3 separate regions of the Mus musculus genome follow, and all the other regions are linked to region 1. The links are chromatin contacts, called in public HiChIP or PLAC-seq maps. All regions are on one chromosome and are shown on one strand. The core of a region is the stretch at or near the end of the contact, and the rest is flanking DNA. Distances in the headings are between cores, read along the strand shown.

Region 1 (3,616 bases), core at 462-2,961:
TCCCAGCTGTTGAGCCTGAGTGAAGCTGTTTTTAGAAAAGCCCTCCCCGTTCTATGTGGGCCCTTGGCTATTTATAGTCTCAGGCTTAGAAGCCTCAGTGCCCAGGACCCGTCTAAGCCCCCATAGTAGGTCCCTCTGAACCCTAAATACCTCTCACCAAGAACCCCTGGTTCCCCCCAGGAAAGGGAGCCAGGATTCCTTTCAGGCTTGCAGCAACACCTCCCAAGGGGACAAGGGCAAGCATTAAAGTGACCTGACCAAAGTGACATTCAACACTGGCATTCTTAAAGCATAATCTTTCTCACCTGGAGAAAAAGTTCATTGACCTGTGTAACATTCTGCCAGCCTCTCTCCTCCCTCAGTCCTCAGAAGCTGCTGTGCCCCCTACCCTTCCTCCTGTGACAACCCCCCCCATATTCTCCTGTTTACCCCTTGTCTCCGTTCCTGCATCAGCCTTCTCTGCCTGCTTTGCCTTCTGAGCACACCTTCCTGAAAGACCTTATCAGGGATTTCTGCCTGTCCCAGCCACTGCTCAGGAGATCTTGGCCTGAACCACTAACTCTAGATGCCACGTCTACTCGCTTGCCCCCTCCCCACTGTGGCACTGAGTGAGGTAGAGAAGGATATTGTAATCTGCACACAAAGACTGTAAGGCTCTTCTAAGAAGTAGTGTCCAGATCCGAGGCCCTGACTGCTTCAGCCATAGCAACTGAAGAGAGTGTCTATGTCCCTATGTGAAACAGAAGACACAGACCACCATGACCTGCACAGCCAGGGAGGGTAGCAGCAGTGTGGCTGAGGCTGACTGGGAATAGCCTCTCTTCCCCAAGCTGGGGGAGGGGGGGTGTCAGTCCCCCAGAGGGTGTGTCTAGTCTCACTGGTCTTGTGACAGTCCTGCGAACTGCCCCCAGGACAACTAGGAGCCTGACTGCTCTGTGAACCTGTCCCAGGGGTCAGTTAGCACACCCTGGAAGGACACGCACCAGTGGGGGGCTGGGGGGAGCATGCCACACAGGCCTCCCAGCCTCAGGACTTTCCCTTGTCCCTGTTTCCAGTCTGGACTGAGTGGCAGAAACCATCGACCCCGAGGTCTCTTGGAAAGTTGAATCCTCCTCTGCTCCTGTGTCCCTCAAGTTGCTCTGACCCCGAGCGGATGTGGGTACTTCATCTTACACTTGGCGCTGGGCTAGTAGCTAGCTACAGCCACCCAAGAGCTGCATATCCTGGGCCAGCAGGGGTGACTATGTGGCCTGGTGGAGAGAGATCGTCTTAGTTAAGGTGACTTTCTGGGCGGCTCTCAGGAGAACCGTTCCTGGTCCTGGACTCGAGGTTCAAGACGGGAAAACAGGTGATCCCGCAGGCAGATCCTCCAGATTAACGGCAAAGAAACATCTGTGGTTCTGCTTTTGTTAACCGCTCTCTTGCCCCGGAAAAAGCAGCCTCCTCCGCTGTTTGTGCAACCCCAAACCCTAGTCCTAGCAGGCCAGTGGGCAGGGGTAGAGTCCGGGTCGTGCAGCACTGGCACCTCTCACGTCCTAGGGTGTTCTGAGTCATCTGCTTGCCCAAGTCGTGTCGGGGCGTCTAGCACCCTAAGTGCGCGCCATCTGCAGCGACAGCGGCAGGGACAGGGAGCTGTGGCCGCAGGTCACCGAGGTGCGTCACCGCGTGCGCAGGACCCGCCCCCGGCCCGCCCCCCTCTCTAGGCGTCCGCATTTAATGGAGCGAGAGCTCTGGCGGCGGCGGGCTCTCGCTTGGCCCAGAGCAGCAGAGGAGCTAAGCCAGCATGTCCGGGACCCGAGCCTCCAACGACCGGCCCCCCGGCACAGGCGGAGTCAAGAGGGGGCGGCTGCAGCAGGAGGCGGCGGCGACAGGCTCCCGCGTGACCGTGGTGCTGGGCGCGCAGTGGGGGGACGAGGGCAAAGGCAAGGTGGTGGACCTGCTGGCCACGGACGCCGACATCGTCAGTCGCTGCCAGGTGCGGGCCAGGCGCCGAGTCCCTCCCTAACCTGCCCAGCGAGCCTCTCCCCTTCCCCGGGATCCGGACGAACCCCTTCCTCCTGTGCCCTGAGTGGGTCACAGCCTTTTGGATTCCTCCCTCCCAGGAGTACCTTCCCCACTGCCTAAGTCCTCCTTCCCACACACACCCTCTCACACAAAGCTCTTGGCCTCCCACCACCCACCCACCTCCTCCCCAGGGCAATGGCAGGAGCCCGAGCTAAAAATATAAGTCGCTGAGTTGAGGACATGGGATCCTCAGGGGTAGGGCGTTCCAGGGCGGTGATGGTGGGCCCTCCAGTGGGGAAAGCCCCAACGGGGTGGGTCGAGGTACCCTAAGATGCAGCAAAGGGTGAGAGCTGCTTTCTGAGAAGGGGGGTGTCCTCGGCGAGTCAGCCAGGCAGAGACAGGATGAAGATAGGTTTCTAACCTAGAGGAACGCAGGGTCAGGAGCCTAAAGCAGAGTTCAAAGGGGTCTGGCTGACATGGAGAAAGGAGGAGTCACAGATTTCCCGGGCAGGGTGTGACCCGGTGGCTGGTAGTGCTCAGAGAAGGCCAGAGACAGTCTTTGTGCCCTTGGCCAGCTGCAAAGTGCTCTGAGCACCCACATTTGTTCTGACTGACTCTGGACAGCGGGTGGGTACTCTCCTAGGGCTAGCTGCCTGCTCTCCTTAAGTCTCTGTGGTGTTGAGCTGCAGCTAACAGCCACACTGCCTCTGCGGTGCCATCCTCAGCACAGAGGGCTCGGTTTGAGGGAAGATACTCTGTGATACTGGGTTTGGAGCCACACTTATGGCTGCTGACCCAAATGAAGGTGGGAACACCTGCTGGAGTTCTGTCTCCCTGGTTCTGTGGCTTTCTTGCTGAGTTCCCGAGGACTCCTAGGAGGCCTCCGGAGGCATAGCTTGGTTCCCTGGGCCACATTTGCCCAGCTGGGGATGAGGATTTCTGGAAACTCTCTTAAGAATGAGGAGCTACCCTGCTCTCTCACCCTGTTCACCCCTCTCCCTTGAAGTCTCTAGGTCCTAAGGACAGACCTTGGGCCTCCTAAGCCCTACACCTTGCATGCATTGTCCAGCTATGTGTATGTAACTGGGATTTACTCCCAGCGGTCTGGAGTCCTGCTCTCCAGCGACCCAGCACCAAAGCCCCCACCCTTCCTCAGAGCCGTTTGCTCCTGTGGCGCCTACAGTCTTTCCACACAACTTGCTGGGTTTGGTCAGCACTGTCAGGGGTGAGCCTCGATGGTCCCAGGCTCCGTCTCCTTCTGCGGACACAGTTCTGGGTGAAGATGAGCTATCCCTGCTCTATGCCCAAGTCACCATGACAGATCCAGATCCCCATTTCTTGACAGGACATTCAAGGATCAGCACAGGGTCACAGTCACCCACTCAGAGGGGCTATCTCTCCCACCACCTGACCTCCCCAGCAGACCCAAACAGGTGTTCCCCTGAGGAATATGAGAATAGAGACATGTTTCTCTTCCAGTCTCTCGTGAACTAGCAAGTCAGGAGCCTCCCACAGAGCTCCTCTACAGGTTGGGAAACTGAGGCTCAGAAAAGTTGAAGAACCAAACTAACTGTTCCTTTGAGTCCCTTGAAGCCTTTATCATAAGCCAAGA
Region 2 (3,616 bases), core at 727-3,226, 1.2 Mb before region 1:
CATGGGTGTGCAGAGCCCATGGCTTTGATCCTGACCACTACCATCTCCCTCTCCCAGGAGACACTGCAGGAGGTGCACCGTTTTGTGGTCCGCGAATACCTGGGGCAGGTGCTGAGGCCCCACGAGAGGTTCAGTGGCCAGGATCGACTGAAGGGCTCTAATAAGATGAACCTGGATGCCCAGGCCATTAGCAACACCTTCCAGGGCTTGGTAGGAGCAGCGTCTGACTGTCAATCGGGCTCAGTCTCTGGCCAGCAAACCCAGCCAGGAACCCCCTATTCTGTTGTTTTCATCCTGTAAAGAGCCCTCACGGCGGGTGAAGCAGGAGAAAAGAGCTTCCACTAGGCGGTTCTTCAGACTCCACAGGGAAAATGGCAGTGGGGCTAGACTCTAAAGGGGCGGGCACAGGAGGGGGTTTCACTTTACATTGTATTTGCATACATTTGTGGGTGAAGGCAAAGAAGGAATGAAGGTTATGATGGGCAAGGTCTGTGGGAGATCTTTCCCCTCTCGGGAGCACTTTGAGCCCAAACCCCTTATCTGGGCTGCTGGCCTCCTACTGGTGACAGGTTCCAATCAGCACTTTCCTGGTCAGGGCTCGGATTTCCCGTCTGTGCAGACAGGAAGAAAACTCTCCAGAGTCACCGCAGATGTGGTCTGTGGAATCTTATTCCCTGACTCCGTGGAATCTTCTTATGGGCAAGCCACCCGCGGCAGACACACGGGAAGGGTGTTTCTGGGCACTACAGGAGAGGTTTGTAGGCAGAGACTCCTTGGGGGAGATGAACCACGCACATATCTCCCTGTTTCCTTAGGGCTCTGAAGCCAAGTGGCTGGACCAAGCCATCCTGTCTGTGGCTGAGATCCTGGGCGAGACATACAAAGACGACATCCGGCGGCACCTGGAAACACTTATACGGAGCTACCCGGACATCAGGTTAGCAGATCCTCCTTCCCTCCTAGAGTCAGGGGTCACTGGAACCTGGCACTCGCGCCTTTAGCAAAGTGAGTGCAGGCGTGGAACGGAGGGAAGAGCGAGCTTGTCAGGGCCGAGAGAACTGTGGCTTAGTCGGGAAGCGAACCGCGACGGACCCGTGTGCGCATGCCCGCGAGGAAGGCGCACAGGGACCGCAGGCAAGAGGACCATCCCCTCCCTCGTGTTCTCCACCATCTGTGGACGGCGTGGCTCCACTCTCGGGCTCAAACCCTCTCTGGAAGCTCTCTGAGGCCTCGGCAGCCATGAGGAGGCTCGTGTGGGGCAGTGAATCATCAGAGCCCTTGGAAATCCCGGCTTGGCTCTCTCCAGTGCTCTCGGAGATTCCGGGATGGAAAGATCACTGAAAGCCCCTGGTCCAGCCCCTTCTCTGGCTCCTTGCTGCTCGCAGCTTGTTTGTTCTGGTAGATTTTGAATACGGACAACAACGACCCGACCCCGTTAGTTCCTTCTAAGTTTTCAGTTTCCCTACCGCTCCTCGGGGGTTCCCCAACTGGTGTTTGGCCCTTCCTCCCTGGCTCCAAAAGTGGTCTTGGATGGCTGCGGGGAAGCAGTGGGGACGCAGTGACTCAGGGTGCCCCTTTGTACCTATTCCACCCACGTCCACCCCTCCACCACTTCACCTGTCACCCTACACCCCCACCACGCTCTGTCTTGCACACTGTGAGGACATTCCCCAACCTGCCGCCTGGCCTGGCCTGGCCTGGCCTCTACCTCCCTAGCATTCTGCCAGTTTCTGGAGCCTTCCCTAGATCAGAGTTCTTGCGTTGCCTCTGCACAGAGCTTCTTTCCGCTGTGCGCATGCCCCCTCCCCTGTCTCATGTCTGTGTGTTCTAGGTCCAGTTACTGTGCACCTCCAGGCCCACACTCCCGCCTCCTTGCCTCCTTTTAGAGCCCCATCCCCTCGCAGCCTGGGATAGTCCCAGCCTTTCAGCCTCCCTAATCCAGCTCCAGGAATGCTGAATCATACTTCCTCCCAAGCCTGGGTTCCTGCCCTCCCGGGGGTGGGGGCGGGGCAAGAGCTGAAGGGTACCAGGGGGCACCGCTCTGCAGTGGGGAACCTATGTCTCTACAGGCGAGACCACATTCTGGCCATTCTGGCACTACGCAGACTCGGCCGCCGCCGGAACCAGAATCTCTTGCAACACACCCAAGACTTGCTGAGGGCTGCCCACGAGACCAGGCTCCCCTCACACCACGTGCTCTTCGAGGAGATCGAAGTGCCCACCTCTGTGGACGTGCTAATCACCTGCATCTAGGGCTGAAGGGCGAGCAGGAGCCTCGTTGGCCGAGGATCTGTCACCCTCTCCATGACTGACCCCAAGTTGGGAGCCCAGTGAGTCACTCTGGCCCTACCCCCAGCACTGAAGCCTGGGGACATGGAATTTTTGGTCTCAGCTGCCTGGCTGCTCAGCCAGAGGAGCCAGGAGATGAGGCATTCCGGGCATTTGTGGGGGAGTCTTTTGGGGCTGCGGAGTCTCCTTTCAGGACTTCAGGCCAGGGAAGGCTTCCCTTTCTAACTGCTCAGCACATCCACACTGTAGTGCGAAGCTGAGGATTCTAAAAATAAATGTGAATTAAAATAGTGTACAAGGTTGGGCAAGCTAAGCTGGTTGGGAGAGGTGATGCTGGATTGAATGTATGGGAGGACCGAGCCAGTCCTGAGCTGGAAAAGCCCCTGCCTGCCTCAGCAGATCAAAACAGGAGCCTTGGCTCTCCCTTCAAAGGTTGTGCTCCCAGCACCCACAGGGCGATAAACAACCGTCCTCAACTCCAGTTCCAGAGGACCAAACGCCCTCTCTGGCCTCTGTGAGTGTGAGCTTGTGCTGAACACAGACATGCAGGCAGGCAAGACACGTGTGCATAAAGGAAAACTAAATACATTTTAAAAGCAACAACAAAGCAAAGGCAGACCCCACACCCTGGGTCCCTAGCCTCAGACACCACGTTGGTCTTGCCCAGAAGGGGTAGACAGCCCTCAGCCTCTTGCTAGGCACCTGAGCCCTCGTGAGCACCGGTTCTGCAGCTTGCAGTATTCTAGTTTCATGTAGGAGGGACTCTCAAGCAATAAAATTTGCCAGGTCACTGTGTGGTGGTGGTGTACAGGTGGAAAGGTAACCATGCCTCGGGTACATTTCCAGGAGACAGTGCACCTGCTTCCCTAGACAACTTGAAATTTGTCTATAGCCTGTAGGCAAAGGCTGGAGACCTGTTTTCATTGTTGGCTCCAATTCCCAGGGAATATGTGAGCCAAACCAGGATTTACAGAGTTGATGGCACGGGGCTGTGATGGCTTTCTTACTCTACTGTTCCCCAGCAGACTGCCACTGTAGCTTTGGGCTTGACCCTGACACTAGCTTATGTGGGGATAAGTAATTGCATGTGGTCTGGGGTCCCAAAAGCCCTGTGAAGTTTCCCTCCTCAAGTGTATAAGACCAGGGTTCTAAAATGCTGCAGTGTGAGGGAGGTGGGCAAAGCATCTCTCCCTGCTCTCCCAGGCCCCTCCCTCCCCTGTGTTGGGGGAGGGGGTTGGTGGACAAAGCCATGTCTGAGTCTGCTGGGAGCCCAGGGATAGATTCCCCGGGAATTCTTACTTCCTTCTAGGAGCAGGGGTCAGGGGTG
Region 3 (3,616 bases), core at 639-3,138, 1.0 Mb before region 1:
CGTGTGGGTGCTCTGAAGTGTCCACAGACCTCTGTAAAGCTCCTGCCGGAGAGAGGCTGACAACCTTCTGGGAAGTTTCCCCAATTCTTCAGGAGCCAGTGCTGAAGCACCAGAATTCCTCAGGGTGGAGGGGAGAACTTGTTTCGGGCCATGTCTAACTCTCCCTGGCTCCTGCCTCTCACATGCTCCTGTTGAATTTCCTTGGATTCACCCTGTTGTTTCTCACCTCCGTGCTTTTCTGTATTAGGCTAAACTGGGTGTCTGACAGGCCCTAGGCATCACTCTGTCTCTTCAGCTATCATTCCATCTTCAGAGTAAGTATGCCTTCTGTAAGTCTCCCCTTAGACCCACGAGTGGGATAGGATGCCCTCGGTTGGTCTCTTAGCTGTGGAGCACGTGTCCACTCATCACAACCTACATTTCAGTTGAACTGTGTGGAGCAAACATTTGATTCAGAGGCTTTCCTCTGCAGTCCTCTGCTTAACCAAAAAGGGAGAAAGAGAATAACATTTAATAACCCATCTGGTGCCCCGAGCACACCCCTAAGAGGGTGAGATAGGAGCTCTGAGTGCGTCTTGGCCCCGGCTTGTTTTGTCTTGGGACCCTCTGGCCTCTCTGGATGTGATGCTGGTGTTTGAAGATCTGTTGTTTCACAAAGCAGGATACACCAGGATATCGGGGTGTTGGGGGGGCAGAACCAAAGCAAGCAAACAAAACATAAGAAGGAAAGAAAGCAAAGTTTAGTCACTCACAAGTTTAGCCATTTCTAAAGCTGTAGGAATGGGGTTCAGATCCTTCTATAACCAACACCACCGATGGCCTGGGTAAAGTAACCAACTTACCCAGACTTTAGGTCACGTGCTGTGCCTGAGCATCTTATGCGGCTACACTGAGGCTTAATGAATAACCGGCACAAGGTGGACTATTAGTAACAGTTTGTCTTACCCCGGCTCACATAGCCCTCCCTCCTCTACCAATGGATTCTCTCCTTAGAAGACATAAAGAGGTGACACGCTGAGCAGGCCTTCTAGAAGAGGCAGCATATTCAGAGTTCCACCTGCAGGTCACTCCCTGGTCCAAGCCTGTAGCAATATCGCTCTTCAGAAGACTGAAGTAAGAGAGGGAGAGGCGAGAGAGGAGGAAGGAGAAAGGGACAGAGGGGAAAAGTGAGGGATAGAGGGAGTGAGAGAACGAAAGGGAGAGGAAGAGACAGAGAAATATTGATTATATAAGCCCCTACCGGCATTTAGGATCTGATCCTGGGGGCGTCTACGTGATCTCATCGAGTCCCTCTTCCCAGCTTTTTGTGCTACCTTGTTATTTTATACTTCACTCTTTCATCCGAATGGGTATTCAATTGAGCCGGCTCCGATAACCAGTGGCTCCTTAGTCAGAGGCAAAAAAGTTCTTTGGCTGGATGCTAGATGCCTCGGTTACGAAGCAGGAGCCTGGCTCCTTCCTCTTCAGCTAGACCAGTGACTGCTGCTTCGCTGCTGGAGCTCCATCCTTTGCAGCGTGGCCGCGGGAAAGAAAAGTCAATTTTTGCAAACAGTAGGCTCTTCATGTGTAGTATAATCCAGACAGCCTAGATCTGTACTCTGCAAATGCCAGCCCAGCAGTCGGGCACAGGATGCCCTCTAGGGAAGTGGTCCGGAGGGGTCAGGGATGCCCAGGCAATCTGGACCATTGGAACTCTCCGCCCGCTAGAGAGGAGACCAAGCAAGACCTTTCCGACGGCACCACCCCCTCAGACCCAACAGGACGAGTCGCCCCTAGCAACAGCAGCCGGCAGCTAGCTCCGACCGCGCTGATTGGCGGAACTCCAGGCGGCCGTAGCGTCACTTCCGGCAGCCGGAGGCAGCGGAGGAAGCCGAGGCGCGGCCATCTTGAGTCTGTAAGGCTCCTGAGGTGCCGGGAGCGGCGGTGGCAGCCGGCAGGGCGAGGCCGGGCGGAAAGCGAGCCGGAGAAGGGAAAGCAGCCGGGCGTGGGCGCCTCCTCCGCGGCTCCCTCCATGGTCGGCGCCTGCAGGCCGCGGCGGCCTGTCTTGCGCTCCATCTCCGCTCCATCCTCCTGCGCTGCTGCCTCTTCAGGGGCTGCCGGCCGCGCCGTGTCGAGCCCCCGGGGCTGAGCTCCGCGGCGCTGCGGCTGCGAGCGGCGAGGAGGCGCGGGGCCCGCGAGGCCCGTGAGGTGCCCTGAGGCTTGCGGCGGCGGCCAGCCGGCCCGCTTCCAGTGCGGCCGCCGGCGCTGGGGGAGAATGAGCCCCGGGGCCCGCGGGCGCACGGCCCGGGCCAGGCCGGAGATCTAGACTCCGGCCAGGGAGGGCAGGGCCCGGAGGCTCGCGGCCGCTGCTCGCCGGCCGCCCAAAGCTGGGCGGTTTTGTTTTCGCCTTGGCGTTGTGCGGAATCAAAGCGCAATAAGATGTCCACTAGGACCCCTTTGCCAACGGTGAATGAACGAGACACTGAAAACGTGAGTGGACTGCGCTGCAGGGTGGCAGACCCTCAGGGTGGTAGCAGGGGGATCCAGCCCAGATGCTCCAGGCAGGGGTCAAGGCGCAGCCCTGTCCTGCGGCGCGCGTGCGGCCTGCGCGCTGTCCTTACGGTCGGCTGAGCATTACCCGTCCGTGCGCTGCTGCGGCCAGTGCGCGGTTGAACACAACTCTCCTCTTAACGTCGGGCAGGGTCTGAGCCTGCCAGTCAGACCTAGGTGCAGATTAATAGGATCCAATCGGGTCGAGCGGAGCGCCCTTTAAAAGGGGACTAAGTTTAATGACAACTGCCAAAACTAAGTGCCCCGTGGAGAGATCCTTGTGGGCCCCCGTAGTTCCCGCACTCACAAGAGTAGTTCTCTGCTCCAGAGCCGCTGCCTTTATCAAGGAGTAGCTTCCCGTCCTTGGCAAAGCTAAATCTGTTCGGAAGCAGCGGGCTGAGTGTTTTGAGAAGCAGATGTGAAGCTCTGCTCTGTTCTGCTGCCCGGCCGAGGGACACCCACTGGGTTGCCTTTTCCTTCCGCTGCAAAAGGTTGGCTTGGAGTAGCTCTCAGGCCCGGTCCAGTGTGCACACCCAGCAAATCTATGTAAAAGGATTTTGTTGGAAAGGACCTGCAGAACCAAACCAAACCACAGCCTGGAGCAGCATTGCTAGGGAGTGACAAACGTGTAGTAGAAGTTCTACTGAAGAAATGTTTGACCTGCCCAAGTGTTTTTTGAACTCTTCTTCCGCATCGGATTCCAAAGTGTTCCAGCCTAGCTTTGTCCTCTGTAAAGCATTTAGTAAATAACTTGTAAAGAAACTTCACTGGCCTTTCATTATGCGGAGCTATGAGGTAACTGCTGGCAAGAAAATGCAGTCTCTTTGGAAAAGCTTTCATGCTTCGGGTGTTTTCATGCTTTGAAAACCATCCTTAGACATGGTGACCTAGTGGTATCAAATGCCTTCATTTTAATCTTCAAAATGACACTTGTGCTTGATAGCTATTAGGTAATTTAATCTATTTGGTCTAAGTCATCTCTGTGGTGTGTTACTATACAGTTGTATATGTTCTTCCCCCTGAGATAGATAGAAGATTTCCTAACTGGGAGAGCTTAGACTAGACCTTTTCCCTCCTCTTCCTTCCT

What was found. HiChIP or PLAC-seq counts read pairs in DNA pulled down with a chosen protein or histone mark.
Region 2: a contact with region 1 is called in an H3K27ac HiChIP or PLAC-seq map of bone marrow-derived dendritic cells, with 4 times the contacts expected there. The contact joins the enhancer-like site here to the promoter of Adssl1 in region 1. A contact is called at or near these places in 2 of 115 datasets of contacts at active chromatin or transcription factors (bone marrow-derived dendritic cells and pancreatic cancer cells).
Region 3: a FOXA1 HiChIP or PLAC-seq map of pancreatic cancer cells shows a contact between it and region 1. The contact joins the promoter of Mark3 here to the promoter of Adssl1 in region 1. A contact is called at or near these places in 4 of 39 promoter capture datasets (the C10 cell line, hippocampal neurons, liver and 1 more), 1 of 484 Hi-C or Micro-C datasets (B cells) and 1 of 115 datasets of contacts at active chromatin or transcription factors (pancreatic cancer cells).

The regions. Positions count from the first base shown.
Region 1 is chr12:112,618,336-112,621,951 of GRCm38.p6, forward strand. Adssl1 (adenylosuccinate synthetase like 1) reads left to right here and starts at 1,712. Exons shown (of 13, transcript NM_007421.2): 1 at 1,712-1,975. The coding sequence starts at 1,784.
Region 2 is chr12:111,428,600-111,432,215 of GRCm38.p6, forward strand. It overlaps Exoc3l4 (exocyst complex component 3-like 4), which reads left to right. Exons shown (of 14, transcript NM_001289487.1): 12 at 58-210; 13 at 816-937; 14 at 2,070-3,081. The coding sequence ends at 2,253. Among named protein-coding and RNA genes, the nearest start is that of Tnfaip2, 12 kb to the right of the region's middle. Within about 2 kb of position 1,977, at least 206 of the 459 cell types and tissues checked have an H3K27ac peak or open chromatin away from gene starts, as enhancers often do. A contact at or near this core is called in bone marrow-derived dendritic cells and pancreatic cancer cells, where this site is marked.
Region 3 is chr12:111,572,633-111,576,248 of GRCm38.p6, forward strand. It overlaps Mark3 (MAP/microtubule affinity regulating kinase 3), which reads left to right and starts at 1,889. Exons shown (of 18, transcript NM_001370744.1): 1 at 1,889-2,469. The coding sequence starts at 2,419. 2810029C07Rik (RIKEN cDNA 2810029C07 gene) reads right to left here and starts at 1,770. Exons shown (of 2, transcript NR_045295.1): 1 at 1,241-1,770; 2 at 1-1,108.